2 separate regions of the Sus scrofa genome follow, and region 2 is linked to region 1. Evidence: chromatin contacts called from public HiChIP or PLAC-seq data. All regions are on one chromosome and are shown on one strand. The core of a region is the stretch at or near the end of the contact, and the rest is flanking DNA. Distances in the headings are between cores, read along the strand shown. Region 1 overlaps CNOT10 (CCR4-NOT transcription complex subunit 10). Region 2 overlaps GLB1 (beta-galactosidase).

What was found. HiChIP or PLAC-seq counts read pairs in DNA pulled down with a chosen protein or histone mark.
Region 2: a contact with region 1 is called in an H3K27ac HiChIP or PLAC-seq map of alveolar macrophages. The contact joins two enhancer-like sites. A contact is called at or near these places in 1 of 47 Hi-C or Micro-C datasets (embryonic fibroblasts) and 1 of 2 datasets of contacts at active chromatin or transcription factors (alveolar macrophages).

Annotation. Positions count from the first base shown.
Region 1 is chr13:18,713,696-18,719,575 of Sscrofa11.1, forward strand. The region is part of intron 11 of CNOT10 (CCR4-NOT transcription complex subunit 10); the gene reads left to right. Among named protein-coding and RNA genes, the nearest start is that of TRIM71, 45 kb to the right of the region's middle. Within about 2 kb of position 3,551, at least 6 of the 83 cell types and tissues checked have an H3K27ac peak or open chromatin away from gene starts, as enhancers often do. A contact at or near this core is called in alveolar macrophages, where this site is marked.
Region 2 is chr13:18,951,376-18,957,341 of Sscrofa11.1, forward strand. It overlaps GLB1 (beta-galactosidase), which reads right to left. Exons shown (of 17, transcript XM_021071553.1): 2 at 1,563-1,732. Among named protein-coding and RNA genes, the nearest start is that of TMPPE, 25 kb to the right of the region's middle. Within about 2 kb of position 4,411, at least 3 of the 83 cell types and tissues checked have an H3K27ac peak or open chromatin away from gene starts, as enhancers often do. A contact at or near this core is called in alveolar macrophages, where this site is marked.

The DNA of each region.
Region 1 (5,880 bases), core at 2,301-4,800:
GCTTTTATGGCTGGCTTCTTTCACTTAGGATAATGTTTTCATGGTTCATCCAAGTCGTAGCCTGTATCAGTACTTCATTCCTTTTTATTGCTGAATGATATTCTATTGTATGGATATACCACATTTGTTTATCCATTCTTTCATTGATAGACATTTAGATTGTTTCCATCTTTAGGCTATTAAGGATAATGCTGTTTAGAGTTTTGGCTGTGGTGCAACAGGATCAGCAGCATCTCTGGAGCACAGGGACACAGGTTCGATCCCCAGCCCGGCACACTGGTTGCAGCGTTGCTGCAACATAGGTAGCAACTGCAACTTGGATCTGATCCCTGGCCATCGGATTCCATGTATTGCAGGGCGGCCAAAGAAGAAGAAGAAAAAAAGAATAATGCTGCTATAACCATTCATACACAATTTTCTGTGTAGACATATGTTTATTTTTCCTGGATGTATATACCTAGAAGTAGAATGGCTGGGCCCTATAGTAACTTAAATCATTTGAGGAATTATCAGACTATTTGGTTAAGTGGCTGCGCCATTTTGCAACTCCATCCACAGTGTATGGGGGTTGCAGTTTCTTCACATCCTCACCAAAACTTGTTTTTCCCCCTTTTGATTATCCACAGTAGTGGGTATGAAGTGTTACCACATTGTGGTTTTGATTTGCATTCCCCTGAAGACTGATGATATCGAGAATCTTTTCCTGTGCTTATTGGGCATTTGTATCTCTTCCTTTAGAGAAATGTTTATTTATTTTTAGGACCACAGGTGCAGCATATGGAAGTTCCCAGGCTAGGGGTCAAATCACAGCTACAGCTGCCGGCCACAGCAGTGTGGGATTCCAGCTGCATCTGCGACCTACACCTGAACTCAGGGCAACACTGGATCCTTAACCCACTGATTGAGGCCGGGGATTGATCCTGCATCCTCATAGATACTTGTTGGGTTCGTAACCCACTGAGCCACAATGGGAACTCTAGGACATTTTTGTTATTCATTCTGAGATTGTGATATTAGCTAACTTTTAATTTCTAAAACTAAATTGGAGGCTTCTCTAGAACCTGGAAAAGAGTATAACGGAACTGGAAAAGGGTAGGACATAATGTTGGGGCCAACATTGCAAACATCTGTATAAGAAAGTAAAATCGGGGAGTTCCCGTTTGATCCCTGACGCAGGAACTTCCATATGCCACAGGCATGGCCATAAGGAAAAAGTGGGGGAGGGGGAGAAAGAAATTAAAATCACAGCATACAAAATAAAAATGAAATTTCAGTTTGTCTTTTTTTTTTTTTAATAAGAGGCTCAAAATGGATAAAAAGAAATGTTCAGACCAGAATTAATTAGGCCCAGTTATTTCACAAATATAAATTATGGAGCCTTAATTAGTACTTTTGGACTTTGATGTGACATTCAGTGAATTATTTCCCATTCAGTTAAAAGGGACCTCCCATGGCCCAGTGTTTATGGAAGAAGATGAGTCAAGCAAATGGTTGATAACATAAATATTACAGGCAGTTTTAGTGTACTTTAGGAATCATATTTCTCTTGGTCTTAGCCAAGTTATTCTGTTGTAGCTCATACCTAAAACAGGGTTATGGCTAATTATCTTTTGAATCTCATATTATTCTTGCTAGAGACCCAGCCCCATTTCAGTCTTGTAAATGAATGGAGTTCCCTAGTAACTCAGCAGGTTAAGGATCCAGCATTGTCACATGGGTTTAATCCCTGGCCCAGGAATTTCCATATTCCACAGGCAGGGCCAAAAAAAAGATAGTGATCCTACTAAAACTTGTTCATCTAATATAGTCTACCAAAGAGGGAACCTGCCTGTATGACATATTCTTCACCTCATCAGCACCTTGTGTTCACGCCGGCAGAATTCACATCTGAGTCCTAGGACCCCATTTAGGTATACTGGTGATCAGACTGATTACAAGCCAGGGTTACAATAATTCTTCAGTGGTCTCCCACTCTTGAGAGACCACACAGGGCTCCTACTGGCATTGAACAAATCATTTAACTGTTTGGGACCTTTCTTTCCTCTTGTCAAAGAAGCAAGTTGCATTGAGCAATCTTAAGGTCCTGTCCATGAATAAAACTCTGTGTCTGTGACTTGCATTTTATTTGCTGCTTGGGGTAGGACTGGGTTCCTTGAAAGGTTATTTTTGGTTAAAGAAGAAAACTTCAGCTTCTTTGAATTGAGCTTCTATTAGTGTTGGACTTGGGGTGTGTTTGACAGTAAGATTCTTTTTTCTTTTTTGGTCTTTCTGCCTTTTCTTGGGCGGCTCCCGCAGCATATGGAGGTTCCCAGGTTAAGGGTCGAATCGAAGCTGTAGCCACCAGCCAGAGCCATATAGCAACATCGGATCCAAGCCGCGTCTGCAACCTACATCACAGCTCACGGCAACGCCAGATCCTTAACCCACTGAGCAAGGCCAGGGATTGAACCCGCAGCCTCATGGTTCCTTGTCGGATTCGTTAACCACTGCACCACGACGGGAACTCCTATTCTTTTTGCACAGAACTGTTATTAGGAAGTAAAATGCTTACAGAAGGTATGACTTGAAAAACTTATTTAACTTAAATTTTTTTAAGATTTGGAAGTTGACAAGTTTAACATTTTCTAGACTGTTGTAAGTAAATGAAACAGCTTGAAATATATATTTTTTAAATTTTAAAATTCCATACCATAATCCTTCTTTTAGAAGAAATCTTTACATGTTGGGTTTTGAGGGGGTTTCTTTGGGGGGGGGAATTGCTTTTTAGGGTCACACATGCAGCATATGGAAGTTCCCAGGCTAGGGGTTGAATCAGAGCTACAGCTGCCAGCCTATGCCACAGCCACAGCCACATGGGATCTGAGCCACGTCTGCAACCTACATCACAGCTTATAGCAATGCTGGATCCGTGACCCACTGAGCCACAACAGGAGATCCTACAGGATTTTCTGAGCCAATTTTTAAAATAACATTTGCCTTGAGGTTGCTTTGTGAATTTGTTTTCCTTTGACAAGTGGTAACTGAATTTACCCTCATTTTAGCCTCATTTGATATGGATTAAGCTCTTTCAGGCATTTGACATAGATTCATTTTACTCACAGAATACATGGCCCAACAGATTTTAATGCCCGGTCTTATGTAGCTCATTACTATAGTTTGGTCCTTTAAGGAAAATTTTACCCCCACTGGTCTTCTTTCTTTCTTCTTCATCTTTCTTGTTCTTTTCTTTTCCGAGGGTTGGTGCTCTGTGGACCTACAGCCAGCTTCAGCTTGTGGAGGAGAGTGTGGGGTTGTGTCAGATCCCCCACAGGGGGGAGAAGCTGGTGTGTCCCTTCCCTTGAGGTATAGTTCTTCCAGTCTGATGAACTGTCAGATCCACTGAGTGGTTGGTAAAGCAGATTGGACAGTGACTCAAGGAAGTAGTGGGGCAGATTGTGGGGGGGGGGGGTCATCAGTATTTTAAGTAGCAGCTATCAAAAGTAAAGTGATTTCTCCAGAGGCTTAATAGATAGAACTGTGCATGTTTCTCGTGTGACTAGTCTGCAGGAATTATGCAGAGCGGAGTGTTACTTTCTAAGAGGAAGAGGGTGAGTGAGGGCGGTGAGAGACTAGTTAGGATGGCCTGGAAGGCCTCTGAAAAGAGGAACATAAATGTTAGTTTTTGTTTTGTGCAGTGAAACTTGCTTAATCTGATGACTTAATCAGAATGCCAGCCCAAAAGTTTTGCATTCACATGTTTAAGTACTTTTTCATAGGAAGTTTATTTTATTATTAGAATGTTTCACCCTCTTGTAATTTGGTATGGTATCTTAGGAAAGAAGTAAAAGCTAAGGAAAACAGATTTTTCCTTATACATAATTATGGTTTGGAATATAGAATCCTGCTGCAAATCTTACATGACTGATTTCTGGACCCAAAGTGGGCTTGACAGTGGGCTGGAGCGGTAATAGCCCCCTACTGTCAGGAGAGGCCAGGGCAGGCTTTTCCCAGCAAGCATGCCTGAGGTGAGGGCTGTCCTGGACTCTAGGATCCAGAGCCTGCAGGATGACTCCCCTGTGTTTGGGAGCTGTGAGGGAGTTGGTTTTGTCAGCAAGGTGGCCTGCCGGCAGGACAGGTTAAAGTCTGGGTGCCTGAGGCAGTAAGTCTAAAACACTGAAGGTGGTGGTCTTAAGTGATTACCTATTGAACACCCACTGCAGATGCTGAAAAACTGCTGAAGTCTTTGTGTAAGAAACAAAAGATGCAGGCTTTTGCTTCCCTCCAACCCCCACCCTGCACCCAGAGTTTATCAAAGTTCCCAGGCCAGAGGTCAAATCTGAGCTGCAGCTTCGATCTTCACCACAGCTGCAGCAATGCCAGATCCTTAACCCACTCACTGTACTGGGCCGGGTTCAAACCCGAACCACCACAGACAGAGTCAACGCCAGATTCCTTAACCTACTGAGCCACCAGGGAGCTCCCAGGCTTCTGCTTTTAAGGAGCTAATGCTTTGCCCTGGCCTTTGGCAAAATCACAGATGAAAATGAATATTAAATTTTTCTTTTAAATTTTTCATTATGATTGATTTACAATGTTCTGTCAGTTTCTGCTGTACAGTGAAGTGACCCAGTCATGTGTATATATACATTCTCACATTATCCTCCATCATATTCCACCACAAGTGATTAGATATATAGTTCCCTGTGCTATATAGCAGAATCCCATTGGATATTAAATTTTGTGACATTTTAATTTTTTTATTCACGTTGACCCTGAGCTGATGGTGATCTTGGACCTCTGGAGACCTAGGCCTTTAAAAATCATTCTTTTTCTAACTTCCCCTTGTGGCTCAGTGGTAATGAACCTAACTAGTAACCATAGAATGCAGGTTTGATCACTGGCCTTGTTCAGTGGGTTAAGGATCTGGTGTTGCCCTGAACTACAGTGTAGGTTGCAGATGCAGCTGGGATCCCACATTGCTGTGGCTGTGGCATAGGTTGGCAGCTGTAGCTCTGATTGACCCCCCTCTGCCTTTCCTGGGAACCTCCATATGCCTCAGGTGCGGCCCTTAAAAATAAATAAATAAATAAACTACAAAATAAATAAATTAATTAAATTAAAAATAGAACTACAAATAAACCAAAAGAGGATATTAAGTCAACCTAATCTCACCACATACACCCAACCACTGAAGGGCTGCAGAAAATCAGAGATAACCTCCCTTCTTTGGGCCCTCAGGTCTGAGTTCATCCACCCCTGCCCTCGGGGTATGACCACAGGGTAGCCTTGCTAGTGAAGACAGATCTTGGAGACACGTTGGAGGTGGGGTGGGTGACAGGAAATTCCCTTTGTAATGACACCACTTGTCTGCTCTTAAATTACTCCCTCCTGGAGTTCCCTTCTGGCTCAGCGAGTTGGGGATCCAGCATTGTCACTGCTGTGGTCTGGTTGCAGCTGTGACTCAGGTTGAATCCCTGGCTCAGGAACTTCCACATGCTGAGTGTGCACCCCCCCCCAAAAATACTCTCTTCCATGAATAGTGTTCATATTTTAAATTACATAATGTGCTCAGTAACAAAATTTAAACTTGTACTGTTTCAATTAAGTTCTGTTCCTTTAAAAAAAAAAAAAAACAGGTTAGATTACATATGTGTGCATAGTTATGTAGGCATTAGAAAACTCATGTCATCGTTTCTTTCTAGTTTTTTTGGCCTCACCCACAGCATGTGAAAGCTCTTGGGCTGGAGATGGAACCCACATCATAGTGGCAACCCAAGCTGCTGCAGTGACAACGCCAGATCCTTAACCCACCTTGCCACAAGAGAACCCCATTTCTGTTTTATTTTATTCTATTTATTTAGGGCAGTCGAGTCTTAAATCACAAGACTCAGAGAAGCAGTG
Region 2 (5,966 bases), core at 3,161-5,660, 240 kb after region 1:
CAGTGCAAGACGTACCTTTAAATATGAAGCCACCCACTGCTACCACAGAGGTCTCTACCCCTGGCTTGTGACCCTTTTCCACAGTCTCATGGTTTCAGGGCTCCCTGGAACAGTCTTGGTCCCTCAGAACTTGAGTGTTGAAATTACAGGGAGGTCCCAGAGGCCTTAGGACCAGAATAACAAGTGGGATTCTCCCTATCTGTCCCAGGAATCTTCTTTTGGGTTTTATCACCCTTTATCTTTAAAAAATTATCGGCGGAGTTCCCGTCGTGGCGCAGTGGTTAATGAATCTGACTAGAAACCATGAGGTTGCGGGTTCCATCCCTGCCCTTGCTCAGTGGGTTAAGGCTCCAGCATTGCCGTGAGCTGTGGTGTAGGTCGCAGACGCGGCTCGGATCCTGCGTTGCTGTGGTTGTGGTGTAGGCCAGTGGCTACAGCTCCTATTCGACCCCTAGCCTGGAAAACCTCCATATGCCGCGGGAGTGGCTGTAGAAAAGGCAAAAAGACAAAAAAAAAAAAAAAGTTATCGGCAGTCCACATCAGTAATGCAAAAACCAGAGTGGCCAGCCACCCCAACTTCCTTCTGAATCAGCAGAGGAGATGAGGTAAAGAGAGATAGTTATTGGGGTAATTCTGTAACCCTGGTCTATAGAATCACCCTGGCAGAACCACAAAGATAAACTAGGTTTCAGGAATCTACCCAACAAGGCATATCCCCCTAGAAGCTGAGAAGAGCTATGGCTGCCCACAAACTCCCTTATCTTCAAATCTCAGCCAAACCTCTGGTCAAAAATACATATTCATGGAGTTCTCTAGTGGCACAGCAGGTTAAGGATCTCGCATTGTCCCTTCAGTGGCTTGAGTAGCTGCTGTGGCACGCATTTGATTCCCTGGCCCCGGAACTTCCACACACGTGCCATAAGGATGGCCTAACAACAAACAAAACATGCCCTGGCAAATTTCAGTTTCACTGGCTGTCAGTGGAAACACTGACCTTGGAGAAATGGTACATCTATGTGATGTGCCCTGCACAGTAAAGGCTCAATCATAGTTACTTGCCTTTTTTTTTTTTTTTTTTTTTTTTTTGGCTTTTCAGGGCCACACCCAAGGCATATGGAATTTCCCAGACTAAGGGTCAGATTGGAGCTACAGCTGCCGGCCTACACCACAGCAACATGAGATCTGAGCTATGTCTATGACCTAGACTACAGCTCACAGCAACGCCGGATCCCCGACCTGCTAAGCCAAGCCAGGGATCAAAACCCTCATCCTCGTGGATACTAGTCAGCTTTGTGTCCCCTGCGCCATGACAGGAACTCCCACTTCCCTTTGCCCTTTAAAACTGATTTTCATTTTGTGATTTCTGATGACAACGTTCAAGGTTGGATGAAGTGGTTAATTGTCTGAAGAAGAGCAGTCAAGCCATGACAAGCTGCTCCTGGAACACCAGACTGTGCTAGTCCCAGTTCTGAACAGTGAAACCGCTGCCCCGAGAGATGCAGCTGGACCCTCCCTCCAGGGTGGGTGTCCAGGCCCAGGTGAGGGCCCAGCCTCCTACTTACGTCTCAATGGCATTCAGCCCGGCCATCTTCATCTTCAGCAGCCGGTCCTTCCAGTAGAAGCGGGGCATGCGGAAATAGTGAATACTTCCTGAGATGTAGCGGAACGGCTGGCCATCCTTGAGGAAGCAGTTACGGTTGTAGTCGATCTTGAAAGTCCTCAGGGGGGCATTCTGCAGAGCAAGGACAAGACCACACGAGAACTTCCATCTGCATTTCAGAAGCAGACACTTTGACGGTGGCAAGTGACTCCCCACCCATTTAGTCTGTGTCTGTGCTTGGTTCTGAGTGATAAACTACAGCTAAGTTAGGGCAGGGAGGATCCACATTCAGGATTCCAGACACAGTCACCAGTGTGGCCATCAGTGGCTGTGGAAGTTATATTCCCAAAGAGAAAACCCTGCCGCAGGGAGCTCTTATGACAAAGCCCCGGGTCGCGGGACCTGCTAGAGTACTGGATGTACTTCAACAGGAATGTCGCGCGGACCTGCTAGAGTACTGGATGTACTTCAACAGGAATGTCGCTGAGCTGAAAGCAACAGAGTAGAATCTGAAGGCCTGAAGCCTCATCATAGGTGCTGCTCTGAGTCCCACAGTGACTGAGCATCTCTCTCTAATCCTGCATCTCTTCATCCAAAAAAACAGAGGATGCCGGGCTAAATGAACTTTAAGGCAATATCTGCAACCCAGTCTGTGAGTCAGGAGCTCAATCTGGGTAATGGTCGGCACTTTTTTAATGAAAGAGAGTAGAGAAAAATCAGTGCATTACACAGAGTAAAGACAAGTGTTATTTCATGAAACTTTTGTTATATATGCACATAGAGAGTTGCATTGGGTCATGATATAAGATGTAAGATTTTCTAGAAGTCAAATCAAATTTCTTCTTTTTCTTTTTTCTTTTTTTGGTCATGCCTGCAGCATGTGGAAGTTCCTGGGCCAGGGATCAAATCTGAGCCACAGCAGTGACCCAAGCTGCTAGAGTGACAATGCCATATTCTTAATGCACTGTGCCACAGGAGAACTCCTAGAAGTCAAAACAAATTTCTAGAAACACTCTTTGGCAATCACTTCCAGAGTTGAAAAGCTAGAATTTGAAAAGAAAGACCTGGAGGAGTTCCCTGGTGGCCTAGTGGTTAAGGATCTGGTGTTGTCACTGCTGTGGCTTGGATTCTATCCCTGGCCTAGGGATCTTTCGAATGCTGTGGGAATGGCCAAAAAAAAAAAACAAAAGCAAAAACAAACAAACAAACAAAACACACACACACAAAAAAAGACCAAAAACCCCAAAACATTAAAAAGAAAAAAGGGAAGAGTCCAAAGGGGGAAGCTGTGAGGCAGAATAGAACACTGCCCTCTGGTGGATGGAAAAAGGAAGCAACAGGCCTCAGGTGCCAACGGGACAAGGCTATAAAAATCCATGTAATTAGCATCCAACATTGTTGATAAGATTCCTTATGTATTCACAGGCTTTTTTTTTTTTTTAAAACAAACAAACAAAACAACCTTTTTCTTTTTAGGGCCTCACCCATGGCATATGGAGGTTCCCAGGCTACAGGTCCAATTGGAGCTATAGCTGCCAGCCTAACACCACAGCCACAGCAACATCAGATCTCAGCTGCATCTGCAACCTACACCACAGTTCAAGCAACGCCAGATACTTAACCCACTGAGCAAGGCCAGGGATTGAACCCACAACCTCATGGTTCCTAGTCGGGTTCGTTAACCACTGAGCCACAAAGGGAACTCCTTAAGAATCTTTTTTTTTTAAAGGTCAGAGTGTCAATTTAATATCTCTTTATTCTTCTAGTAAACAGTGCTTTAATTGCCATTCAAAAGCAAGAAACTCACAAAAATATAAAAATTATTTCTGACATCAGATGCCCCAAGGGATGATTTTGAAAACATCTTACAACATGCACATGATTAAATGTCAAATAAGGGTTTCTCACAAATGCTATGTTGGTTGGGGGAGTTCTTTTGTGAATTAAGAAACTGGTGTTGTCACTGCAGCAGCTCAGGTTGCTGCTGTGGCATGGGCTTGATCCCTGGCCTAAGAACTTCCACATGCCAGGGGTGTGGCCAAAAAAAAAAAAAAAAAAAAAAGGCTGAGAAAATTCTTTGCATAGGTAGAAAAGGAGTGAGCAACTTTGGGCAGAACTCAGAAAAGGCAAGAGCTGTCTGAAGTCTGTTTGTCGAAGGGAAGGGGTTTGGAGGAGAAGATGAGATTGGAAAGAAATGATCTTGGCAGACAGTCAAATTCGGCCTTCATCCCACACAGCAGAGCACCATCCCTGAATTCAAGTAGCCTCAAAACCCAGCCCAAATACCTACCCACCAACCACTTACAAATATTATATTACAAACACCTACTATGTGCTGAGTAATAAGAAAGGAACCACACAGATGTGGCCACAGCCCACAAGAAGCTCCCATCAAGCACGGAGAAACCTGAGAGTCAACATGGTGAGGCTTGGATGGTAAAATGAGGCTAAGATCACCAGGCTGTACGCCTCACACACACATAGTTATCCATCAAATTATATCTCAGTAAAGCTGGGGAGGGGGGATCATTAGAGCAGAAGGAGCATTGGAAGCAACATTAACAAATGGCCCGTAACCCAGGGATGAGGACAGGTTTCCCAAAGGAAAGAACACCCCAAACTGTGGTTCTCAAATTTGGCTACACATCAGAATTACCTGTGCAAACTTTCCAAAATAGAAAGGTCAGGCCTCGTCGCCCAGACATGCAGATATTAATTGATCTTGGATGGAGCCCAGGCACTGGTATTCCTTCAAGCTGCCCAGATGAGGTAATGTACAGCCAGATTTGAGAATGACTGGGCTAAGCTGAGCCCCAGGATGAGGAAGAGTTAGCCAAGGGGATGAGTGACACAGGCAGAGGAACCGTGAGCTCTGGGGAGGGAGGGCCAGCTGCAGGGAACCTCAACACTGATAAAGCACAGCAGAAATGGAGGGGACAGGCTGGGGCCAGACTGAATGATTCCCTGAAGTCCACGTCCAAGGGCCTGGACTTTATGCCAAGAGCTATGGAGAGCAACTTAAGCAGAAGAGTGATAGGATCAGACATGTATTTTCAAATATTTGGCACTCTGGTCTTTTCCTGAAGGGGCAATACAGGAAGCAGAGTCATGGACTATGCTAGTGGCAGCAAGGTGGGCAGTGGGCAGGAGGAACCCACAGAACTGGGGACTAGGTGTAGCATAGACATGGGGCCTAAACTGGCGAGGCTCCCACTGGCTTCAGGTAGAACATTTTGAGCATTTTTTTTTTTTTTTTTTGAGAGAGAAGCTTAAGAGACATATCAACTGGAAAAAAACACAAAAGGCTCCAAGAATATTAACACCTATGGGTTCAGAATGATACACAGAAGGAAAAAAGAATTCACCAGTCACCTCTGGAGATTGCTAGAGTACCAACTCCTCACTCCAGAAATGATAAAAGGAAAGAACCAAACAGCTTATTTCTCTTTCATATAAACACTATATTTCAGGGTAACCAAAAGGTTGATAATGGAAAATTCTTCACAGAATTCCACCGAATAAATGCAGATGGAATAACAGAATCTGAAAACACCTTTTTCTAACATTTAATGAAATAATGGACTTCAGCTATAATCATCAGTGGAGGCTAAAACCATCAGCAGGCTTGATGGAATTTTCTAAGGAAGAGATCAGGCAGATTCTACATGATCCCTCTGCTCACTGTCAACCTCATAAACATGGAGACTCCTGTTGAGATTTAACAGAAAGTACACAGCCCCACCTAGAAGCAGTACTTATTAATGAACTTAAATCTCAGTTGAACCTGAATCTAACAATACCACATGGAAGCAATAAGCCAAATCTGAAACACAGGACATTCTAAAAGCCCCCTGATAGAATTGCTCTGACAAGTTGACAGCATTAAAACAAAACAAAACAGAGTGTTGTGGGGGGTGGGGGGAAGGATAAATAGGAGTTTGGGATTAACAGATACACACTGCTATACATAAAACAGATAAACAATAAGGGCCTACTATATAGCACAGGGAAATCTAGTCAATATTTCGCAATAGCCTATAATGGAAAAGATTCTGGAAAAGTATATATATATAATACAAAATATATATATACAATACATACATATATGTGTATAACTGAATCACTGTGCTGTACACCTAAAACTAAAACTATTATAGACCATTTTTTCAATAAAATAAAAATAAAAGAGTATCGTTAGAAAATAACAATGTTTGGAGGAGTTTCCCCTCTGGCACAGTGGGTTAAGAATCCAACTGTGGTGCAGTAGGTTAAGAATCCACCTGCAGCAGCTTGGGTCGCTGCAGAGGTGTGGGTTTCATCCCCAGCCCAGCCAGGTTAAAGGATCTGGCATTGCCACAGCTACAGT